Linked DNA regions of Mus musculus: region 1 is linked to region 2. The links are chromatin contacts, called in public HiChIP or PLAC-seq maps. All regions are on one chromosome and are shown on one strand. Each heading gives the region's core, a stretch centred on a gene start, on an enhancer-like site or on the middle of the called end of the contact. The rest is flanking DNA. Distances are from core to core; before and after follow the strand shown.

The links. HiChIP or PLAC-seq counts read pairs in DNA pulled down with a chosen protein or histone mark.
Region 1: a contact with region 2 is called in an H3K4me3 HiChIP or PLAC-seq map of neural progenitor cells, with 6 times the contacts expected there. The contact joins the promoter of Rragb here to the enhancer-like site in region 2. A contact is called at or near these places in 4 of 39 promoter capture datasets (cranial neural crest, embryonic stem cells, erythroid cells and 1 more), 10 of 484 Hi-C or Micro-C datasets (Sertoli cells, cerebellum, cortical neurons and 5 more), 5 of 115 datasets of contacts at active chromatin or transcription factors (embryonic forebrain, embryonic stem cells and neural progenitor cells) and 1 of 9 other capture datasets (pancreatic islet).

Annotation. Positions count from the first base shown.
Region 1 is chrX:153,136,871-153,142,064 of GRCm38.p6, forward strand. It overlaps Rragb (Ras-related GTP binding B), which reads left to right and starts at 3,088. Exons shown (of 11, transcript NM_001004154.2): 1 at 3,088-3,705; 2 at 4,494-4,527. The coding sequence starts at 3,614.
Region 2 is chrX:152,945,141-152,950,530 of GRCm38.p6, forward strand. No RefSeq gene overlaps it. Among named protein-coding and RNA genes, the nearest start is that of Usp51, 59 kb to the right of the region's middle. Within about 2 kb of position 1,256, at least 19 of the 459 cell types and tissues checked have an H3K27ac peak or open chromatin away from gene starts, as enhancers often do. A contact at or near this core is called in cortical neurons, neural progenitor cells and ventral hippocampal neurons, where this site is marked.

The DNA of each region.
Region 1 (5,194 bases), core at 1,838-4,337, 190 kb after region 2:
ATATGTCTATCAAGTCCATTCAGTAGAAAGTGTATTTTAAATCTTACTGAGTTTGTCTAGATGTTTGTTTATTTGTTTTGTAAAGTGTGGTATTGAAATTCCATGCTATAACATATTAGAGTTTTTCACTTTACAGCCAGAATATTTGTTTTATATACCTGGGAAATATTATATTGGATACATATGAACTTACAACTGTTATATATTCTTGAGGAGTTGATGCCTCTATTTATGATATAATGGCTCTTTTGTCTCAGACTTCAAGTCTAGTTTATCAGATACTAGTATAGACATTATTCTGTTTGAATGGAACTTCACATTTTAAAATATCATTTATTAAGTACCATTTATAGATAAGCCACTATATGGGGCAATTTTCTTTCATGGTCTAGTTCAATCCTTAAAACATCTGAGAAAGTTGTTATTAAAAAGATTTTATACTAGAGGAAAATGAGGTTCAGAGAATTCTAATAATTTGTTTAAGGCCTGCTGTTTTATCAAGATCTCAGTATTCAGAATAGCTTCTACTACTTAAACTTAAATATGAAATTGAGTTCAAACATCTGTATTAGTTCCTTTCCTACTACTCTGATATAATACAGTGACCAAGACATCTTGGAGCAGGAAGAGATTATTTGGGTAATGGGTCCAGAGACATAAGACTCCATCACAGCAGGGAAGCATTGCAGCAAGCAGCAGGCATGACAGCTGAATCGGGATGCTGAGAGCTCACATCTTGAAACACAAAAATGAAGCAGAGAGAACAATGGAATGGTGCAGGTTTTTAAACTCTTCAAAAGCTGCCTTCAGTGGCATATTTCCTTCAATAAGGCCACACCTCTTAAACTTCTCCAAACAGCACCTTCAATTGGGGGAATAAATGCACACATGAGCCTTTGGGGAACATTGTTGTTCAAAGCATCACACTATTTCACTAAAATCAAACTCAATTTAACTTTTGTCCCACTTCTTCTGTCTTTAAGAAAACCCAACTCTATGAAGTGTTTATATTTTTCCTTACTCACAGGAGCATCCACTGAACATGTGAAGATGAGTGTTTATAAATTTCTTGACTCCTTATCCTTGTTTCCTACTTAAACTTCAAAAGCCCTGGAAGAAGATTCAGAGGTCATACCTAGCCTGTCTTATAATCATCTCCACTAAGGTTGTTGATTACATTTAGAGCAAAAAACACACCCCCAAACCAATCCATGCATGTGTGCCATACCATCTTACTATTTCCAACCTTAATTGTTCTTTCAGTACCGAACAGAAATCCTTGCGGCATGCTTCTTTATGCTGTTCTTTTGCTTATCTTTCAAATGGTTAACATCTCGGCCAATTTCCCAAAATGATCTTGCTTTTCCAACACTGATAATAGAATACAATAGCTGGGATAGTTTCCCATATACACCACCTATCATCAACTTCTAGAGACTGCTTTGTGTCCATGCCTACTCTTGTCTCCTACTCATGTCTCCATAGAATTTTTGTCTTCTATCCAGAAGGAATGTTGCTAGCTGTGCTCTAGCTTCCTCTCCTTCTCCTCTCCAGAAATTTTGTAGCAATTGTTTCCTCTCTTTTCATTGGCTTTACTTCCTAAAAATGTCTAGGCATGCTCATTCTCAAAATACACTCATGTGTTGTGGATATTAAAGAACTATCATACATTTTCTCCTTTCTGTTATTAATCAGAAATTCCTTAACACATTTGTTCTTATCTTTATAAAAAAAACAGTACTCAGTGAATATCGAGTATATACACACATTCTGGTCTGTGAACCTAGTGTATAGGAGAACATTTTTCAAAAGTAAGTGCTTGTCCTTATAGCGTTTAAATAGAAATCCTATACTCAGAGATCAAATAAACAAGATTATTGCCATGTCAGTAAGTATTATACTCTACACAAAGAACTACAGGCAACCAAGGAATGCCCAGAGCAGGAGAAATAATTTTCCCTAGGGAAGAATACACTGTCTGGTTCTTCAATACCAACTGCTCAGCCCTGAAAACATATATATGAGATTATTATACAGACTGAGCGGGTTATATTAGGAATATATATGTATATACATATATGTGCATATAACAACAACCAATGAAAAACGAAGCCATGACTTTGAAAGAGCAAGGAGAGTTGTTTATATGACAAGGTTTGGAGGGAAAAAAGGGAAAAAAGAAATGTGTCTACAGTATAATCTCAACAACAAAAGAAAAACTACAAAGGAATATTATGAATTAAAAAGCATACAACAGAAAATAACTACTGCAGGTTCAAAAGACTGTTGTACTCTAATAGAGTATGGGTTGGGAAGACCTCTGGAGGACATTACCTATAAGCTGAGAAAGTTGAGGCCATTACAAACTGTGAATGGCAAATTCAGTCTTTCAAGGGAGCATCAACCTATGCCACTCTTTTTCCCAGCCTGTAACCTTGGTGTCACATTTAAAAGAGTTCCAAGCCTAAGAAGCTCTTAGGTCATTGAGGTTGGAACTTGCTGCGTTGAGATTTGAGAGCTGGTTGACAAATCACTTCTTCTCCACATAAAACTCTGTATGTAGCAAGTATCTCATGATGATCATCAGAAACTTTAAAATTATGTTTGCAACTTTTAAAAGTTAAGTGGCGGACGTGTTAAACCCTCCGTGTGGTTCTGGTCCTGGCAATAACAACTTATTGAGAGTTTTCTATGGGAAAGACAGTTTAAAACACTTTAGATGGATTGCTTTTTTAATTACTTGAACTGTCATAAGGATTAACGGGAAGAAAAGTTACCAAAATGCAAAAATGCACAGGGCCCTAATCATAGGGAGTAGTGAAAACGGCTAGCTGGCAGGTGCTGAAATTGCAACCTTCTCCTTTAACTCTGAGCAGCGAGTGGGCGGGGCCGCGTCCATCAGTGTCTAGGTGCCCGCAGGCCGCCCTAAGGGCCAATGGCGCGGAAATGAGAGCCCGGGCCACGTGATGGCGGGTGGCACTCTGGCTTTCCTAAAGCAGTCTCTATGGTATTCTTCCAAGCAAACCCAGGGCCCCCCCAAAAGGGTAGCGGCACGTGACAGGCCCTGGGACTACGGCAGGTTCCCACGTGATCCTGGCCTGCAGTAGCGTGGTTGCGGTGAGGTTCTTGCGCTCCTGAAGGGCGGGCGCGGAAGTAAGAGCATCCTCAGGCGGACCGTGACTGGCAGCGAGGTCGGGAGGAGCCACCAGGCAGTGACCGCTTTGCTTCTGCAGCTCCGCTCCGCTCATTCCGTTATCTCAGCCTTTGCAGTCTGTACAGAAGCTGACCAAGTTACCTTTGGGTCTTGAGACCTTGGCGAGTGAGGCCCAAACTCGGGACCAACTCCTCATCCACCTTGCCCTCCCTCTCCTCCATCTCTTCCTTTGCACGCACCGAATCGAATCGCTTGCTCCTTTGGGCTGGCCTGCTCGGCTGTGCCTGGAGACTAAGTTCGGGTCGGTAAAGGTAACTGTGGGAAAAGCGGCCCCCCAGTGGACAAAGGCGGAGGCAGGGATAGATCAGGCCCCGCGGGCCCTGGGTGCTGAGCGTAGGCAGGTGAGCCAGAAGAACGGTACTGCGGATTTAGAAGGCACTGTGAAGGACTTGTTGCACGATGGAAGAATCTGACTCCGAGAAAAAGACAGAGAAAGAGAATGTGGGCCCAAAAGTGGAGCCTCCTCTAGGGGAGCCGGAAGGATCGCTTGGGTGGGTAAAGGGGATTATGTTGCACCTGGGAGGGAGGGCATGCTAATTGTAAAGAGTATTGTGAGATGCAACAACCTCTAACCTGCAGTGATGAATTGCTTTAATTTACCAATATGGTTGATTGATATCATGCCCTTGATGACGGAAAACAGAATAGAAACACCCTTTGCCTGGATGTGGGATTCCTGGTTTATGCGTAGTCTTCTAATTGAGACAGTTCTGAGTTGTTTTCTGTTTTCTATAAAGGTTATTTGATGTTATCACCTTGTTGATGATAAAAAAGGAAAGGACAGACATTTGCTGACCAATGACGTATAGTGCGATATGCCTATTTGAGAACTGCGTTATATGTACTTTGTGCCTTTAATGAATGAAATACAGCTTGGAAGGACGATTGAAGGTCCAAAGATGCTTCTAGATTTGAAAAATACGGAGATGAATTTAAAAAAAATAGTATTCAGATTATGACAATATTGTTTGATTTATAAAAGTACCCAGAGTGTTGCTTCAGCTTTATGACAAAATATCAAATCTTGAATTTAAATGGTTTCTATTCCTAAATATGCCATCCTAGGAAGCGTCTCCCGAGCTGATGAAGGAAACAGGGAGCATAAACCCAGCTTTATAATTTAGGAAAATGAAGACTTCTGAAAAGAGGTCTCATCCATACTTAGCTGCTTTAAAGAATATTCGTCTGCATCTTTCAGTTTACTTGTGTGTCCCCCCCCCCACCCCCCGCCCCCGGCAATTAGATCACGAAAACACCATCTTTTGGTTTATATCTACAGGTGGGCAATGCCAAATGCAGCCATGAAGAAAAAGGTAAGATGTGTTAGCTACATCAGTAACATGAAGAAAAAGGTAAGAAGCTGCAGTTCAGGGAATCTGGCTTTTTCTGGATTGTGGCAAGAATCTATGGGGTCTTTGAGACACTCATCCCCTTATTTACTGTCAGATTTACTTTGTCTAAAATTAATCTCATGGAGTCAAGCCAGATACAAATATTACACAGCCCTCTGTGTGTGCACTGATTCTTTAACCCAAATCAAATGTTACGTGCAATTTTTTTTTCTAGCTGGAATTGGATGTTCTTTGCTTTGCTTTGCACTTTTATTGGGACTTAGACAATATCCCTAAGACTGTAGCTCAGGAGCAATATTTCTTGACCTTTTTGGGATTTAGTATCACTTGTGAAGTACTGGTAATAACCTTCATAGGGATATTAGGAAGTTTACATGAATAAACTCCCTGTACACCACAAACATAATTATCCTCACCATGTAAGGTTAAAAAAGCTCCCATATTTTTAGCCTGACTTTATCTAAAATTTAATTCTGGGCCTCAAGTTTGCTAGGAGGATTTTTTTTTTTTGATGAATGTCTGAAGTTGCTGTCAACAAGGATGCCTAAAAAAATGCCAGAAATTTCTACATAATTAGGAGGGGAAAAGTAGAAGCTTAAGGAACTGTGAAAAGAGAAAGGGGGCGAAC
Region 2 (5,390 bases), core at 6-2,505:
GGGTTTTGCTGGAAAAATCCCTCATTTCTCATGCTTCTTTCATGGTTTTCTTCTCGGACTCCAATCAACCACCCTTTGTCTTTATTTCTTTATTCTTCTCCTAGGCAGCCTCAAATTTTTCCTGGACCTGATCTATTTAGTTATGAGCATCCACTTCACCCCACCACAGTAGAACAGTTATAAATAAATTACTTCTATCTGCCAATTTATAAGGGTAAATCTGACCCCCTGACTATTAATAGATTATCTAAAGGGCCATTATGTATTCTAGTGCTAAAGACAGCACTTAGCAAAACTTGCTAGTTTACATTGTATATACATGTGCATTTTTCCTAATGGATGCCTGCACAGTATAAACCAACAAGTTAGTTGTGGCTAGGTAAGATGGATACATTGAGTCTCATGGATCTTATTACCTGTACTCAGATAACTGAAAATTTATATTAATATATATGCTCACAGTTACTATAGATATAGATATGTAGACATATGTACATGTGTGTACATACCTGTGTAAGTATAATGTATGTGCATAAACAACTAGTAGAAATGTAACAAAATAAAAAATACATATGGCAAGATACCTAGGTCAGTTAGACTCACAGAAATGGCCTCTGACCCTTGAGATGCATTATAAATGCTGTGCTGATTGTAAATGTATAATTGCTTCATAGAGTTCTGCCAGCTGTGGCAAGCAGGCATTTCAATTCTGCATTCATGCAGCATTTAAAATTCTCACTGGATCATCAATTAAGTTCGATACAGAAGTTGATGTATATTAGGAAGATTTGTTATCACCATCTCCTTATTCTCTTGATGTCAGTAACAATGGATGGGCCCATATGAAGTGTCAGGTGCATTTTAGTTATGTTATCTAAATTACTCCTCATGGTGTCCTTCTGAGATGAATGTAATGATTATGTTTTACAAATGAGGAATATGAGACATAGGGAGATTAGTGATTGACAAAAGGTCAAAGAGCCCGAGAGGTGAATATATCTGCTTGTTCCAGAGATTCTATTTTTACCACTGGATTATAATGCCCTCTGATATTTGGCATTCTGACTTGAGGAAAAAAGAAAAAAGAACCCAGCCCCAAATGTGAAGATTACATTTTACGTGGAGAGTGGTATTTTCCATTACCAAGAGGCTCAGCTACATTTTACCAGGGACATAACGTGAAGACAGTGCAAAGAGAAAATAGCTGGATGACGAGTGGGTTTGCTAAGCAACAGCTTATTAAATCTAGTGAAACCATGGTGATGGAACACTGTGGTCCCAGACATGCACTTACTTAACACTGAAAAGCACAGACACAGCTATTGGGAACATCTGGGAAGATAAATCAGGACTCCCAGCCTTTGAAAACAGAAAACCTCATCAATATTGCTATTATCACAACACATGATGCCAAAATCCAAGCAAAGAAGCTTACAGACTCATAATTAAAAATGTCATTGTTATACATGAAGATGAGTTTTAATTTTTTTCTTGACAGTCTCTACTTGCCTTACGAAGCAGAATTATCTCATTTTGATTTTTTAAAATGGTAGGTACTATATAATGAATTGATCACTTTGGATTTTAGTGTTTGCAGGATGCTTTTTTGTTTCATTTTTTTTTAATCATGTGTATGTGCACATGCATGCCACAACATAAAATCATTTACAGATATAATAAAACAGGAAATGAATTTGATAAGTGATGTGGTGTGAGAATTTCATGTAGCTAATAGACTCACCCAGAGATGAAGAGCTCTAGACATTTAACAACTGCTCTTAGAGGAGGACAAGGTCCTGACAGGTGATAGTCCCAGGTGCTCAGCTCAGCCTTCAAAGCCGTACATACATAAGAGAAGAACACAATGGACTCAGCAGGCTCTATAATGCATTTATATGTCTATGTAATAACAATAATCAAAGAAGATGAGATCATGAATTTGAGGTGTTTGGGGTGGAAGGAGGGTGAAAATTATGTATATAAAACGCAAGTGTATGAAATTCTAAAAAAATAAATAAAGTGTCTGATAGTTCTCATTTCTCTCTCATGTGTTAAATAAGCAAGCAACTGGTAGAATAGATCAAATTTTCTTCACCAGTGTCGAATATATTCAAATCACACCATAAAATCCAGTATATCTTCAAGACATTTAAAATGTTTAATTGTTAACCATATTAACCATATTAAACTCATAAGTTCTATAACACACTTTTTTCTGTTTTACTGATTTTTTTCTTACAGTTTTTCTATTGTGTATGTCATTTTTTCCATACTAATTTCATTTTGTACAGCTGCTCATTTCTCCATATATTTACAACAGTCTTTGTTTCTGTGGACTATGGTACTGTCATGGTGTGTGTGTGTGTGTGTGTGTGTGTGTGTGTGTGTGTGTGTGTGTGTGTAATTGTCTCTGTGTGTAACCTTTCTGTTAACTAAAAATGTTCATCATTACAAAAGCTTCTTCCCTTTCTCTACCAGTTATTTTCATCTTAAAATTTATTAGTTTGATATATTAATTCCAGTTCTCTCTTTCTTTGTTGTTTTATTTTCTTTTTCATTTACTCTTTGAAAATGTCATTCACCTGCTCCACCCTCTTATCCCCCTTCCATCTCCTAGGCTCCCTCCTTCAAGCACACCCCCACCTCCCCAGTTGCAGGGTTCTTTGATTGTTTTACTTTGGTTGGTTTTGCTGGTTACCCACTGGGTTTAAGCAGGTTTGCCAACAGGAGTATGGCTGTGAAGTTATCCACAGCCACAGGACAATTCACACCACTAAAGTTAATGACTCCCCTCCACCAGCACCAATTAGCTGCTGTCATGGTTGGTTTTAATGTCAAGTTGCTACAAATTAGATTCACTTGAGCAGGGATCCTCACCTAAAGAATTGTTCCTTTGATTTCCTTGATTGAAATAGGGAGAACCCACCCCAAATACATCGTAGCTGTACAATTTACATCCTCTTATATTGTATTGCCATCAGTATAGTTTCACAATTATTGTTTTCTATGATTGCCTCTTAAATTTGAAGAAAACATTGACAACAGAGTACTGTCTTTTATATTTGTTTGGGCATGACCTTTTACTATTAATTAACGTTTAACCATTTGAAATTTGTAATATGTGTCTAGTTGTTTCATTTTCCCATAAAAGACTCCCTCTCATACTTGTTTATAATAAATGATGTCTTGTTGCTTAAGACAAACTAAAAAAATCCTTTTGCATCAGTCTCTTGAGTGGATCTACAAGTCCGTATTGCCCCAGCCAGCTCCTTTAGCAGTTTTTGCAGAAAAGAATTGCTAGTGACGCATTGCCTCAATATGTTTATCAGATAGTATCTTGATTATTCCTTCAGTTTTGAAGGATATGGTTTTGCAGATATGTATTTTTAGTCCGTTTCTTTCATCGTTTGAATATGTTGTTCACAAGCAATCTGGTTTCCATGGTTTCTAATAAGTTTGTTATACCTTGAATTTGATGAGTCACTTCGCTAGCTGCATTTGGATTTTTTTCTTTTCCCTTGCCTTCTTAATCTTTTAAAATTATATTACATTATTTAGTGTGTGTGTATGTATATGTGTGCACGTACATGCACGTGGGTGGTGTATGTGTGGGAAGGTTATACATGTGCCACAGCAAACCTGTGGAAATCAAAGGACTATTTGTGGGAGTCGGTTCTCTTCTCCCAGCACTTGGGCCCCAGATATTGAATGCAAGGATCATGCTTAGCTACAAGCACACTTACCAGCTGAATCATCTTGCTGGCTCCTTAATTTTTATTTCTATTTACATGCATTAGTTGTACAAATTGATATTTTCTAGCATGACTTTTCATACATGCAACCAACACACATTGATCAAATTCAACCTCCTTTGAGAACCTTCATCTACACATCAGTCTTTGTCTTTTGGATGATTTAAATATGATGCCTTCAGCTCTTTTAAAACATATATATTTGTAATTATCCTTTGAGAATTTCATACACGGATACAATGTATTTTGAGCATATCTATTCCCATGTTCTCATCTGTTTCCTCCCAGATCCCTTCACCACCTCCGTCTCCCACCTTTCTAATGTCCTCTCCTTTAAATATTTTTCTAGCCATCTAAATCCAATTAGTGTTGCTTGTATGCCAATAGCACTTTAGCTAGGGCTGGGACCTTGTGAGTTCCTCCTTGTTGATGCCCTCTTGGTCTCATGCAGGTCTTATGTAGAACCTTAGATTATATCACCTTTTGTAGCACAGAATGGAAAAAAACTGCTATACATGTAAGTAATATTGTAGTATTCTGACCCTACAATAAAGAGATCATATATAATTAACTGAGTAGACTCTGTGTAATTATAAGCATATATAACAGTAGAAGAGGAAATAAAAAGAGATGAGCTGAGAAAATAGCACCAGAAAATATTCATAATAAATTCTGGATTTGAATGTGAGGGCATAGGGTCACAAGTCAAAGACTGTAAGTGAACTATGGGAACTAAAAAATAGAGCCAAAGAGATTCCTTCCACTTTGAAAGAAGAGTTCTCTGCTGACAAGTTGATTTTAATGAACCGAATCTCATTTTTGATTTATGACTTCTAGAACTACAAAACATGAAATTTTTGTTGTCTTAAGCCACCAAGTCTTGTAGCAATTTATTGCAGCAGCAAGAGGCAATTGGTATATCAAGTCAATATGCAAAAATAAATTGCATTTCAGTGTCTGTCAGCAACTAATAATCTTTAAGTTAAAAACAAAAATAGCATTTACAAAATTATTATACAGAGAAATATTTTAGGATCAATTTGATGAGCTAAACGCTCTGGGAACTAAAGATTATTTTTACCTTTATAGTAAATTAAAACTTTAATGAATAAACAACATTCTCCCGAGCACAAGACTGGATAGGCTAGGTCCACATTACATGCAGCAAAGCTGAACATGACAACAGTTTAACATGGTGTGCTATTGTGGATTTGATCTAATGCTTGTATTATGTTAATTGAATCCCGCAAATTGCACAAGGATCTGCATGTAAGACACTGAGGGTCCCTGCCCCCAGTTGGTTTGATTGGTAAGTAAAGTTGCTTGTGGCCAATGGTAGAGCAGGGAAACAGAGGGAGGACTTTAGGATTCGCGGGCAAGGGGACTGAGGTTAGGCAGAAGGAGACAGAACCACCATGCCAGAAAAGGAGTAAGGAACAGACCTGAGAAGTGCAGAAGAAAGAGCATAGCAAACATGTCAGAGCCAGGGAAAAATGGCCCCAGGAGGCCCCTGATTGGATCTGGGGCAGCAAAGATGGAATATAGATTTTTAGTAAGTAATAACTCAAAAATATCAGAGGGGAGGTATTAGCCACGTGGAGGTTTTGGAGTGAACCAGTCATTGAGCTATTTAAGGCA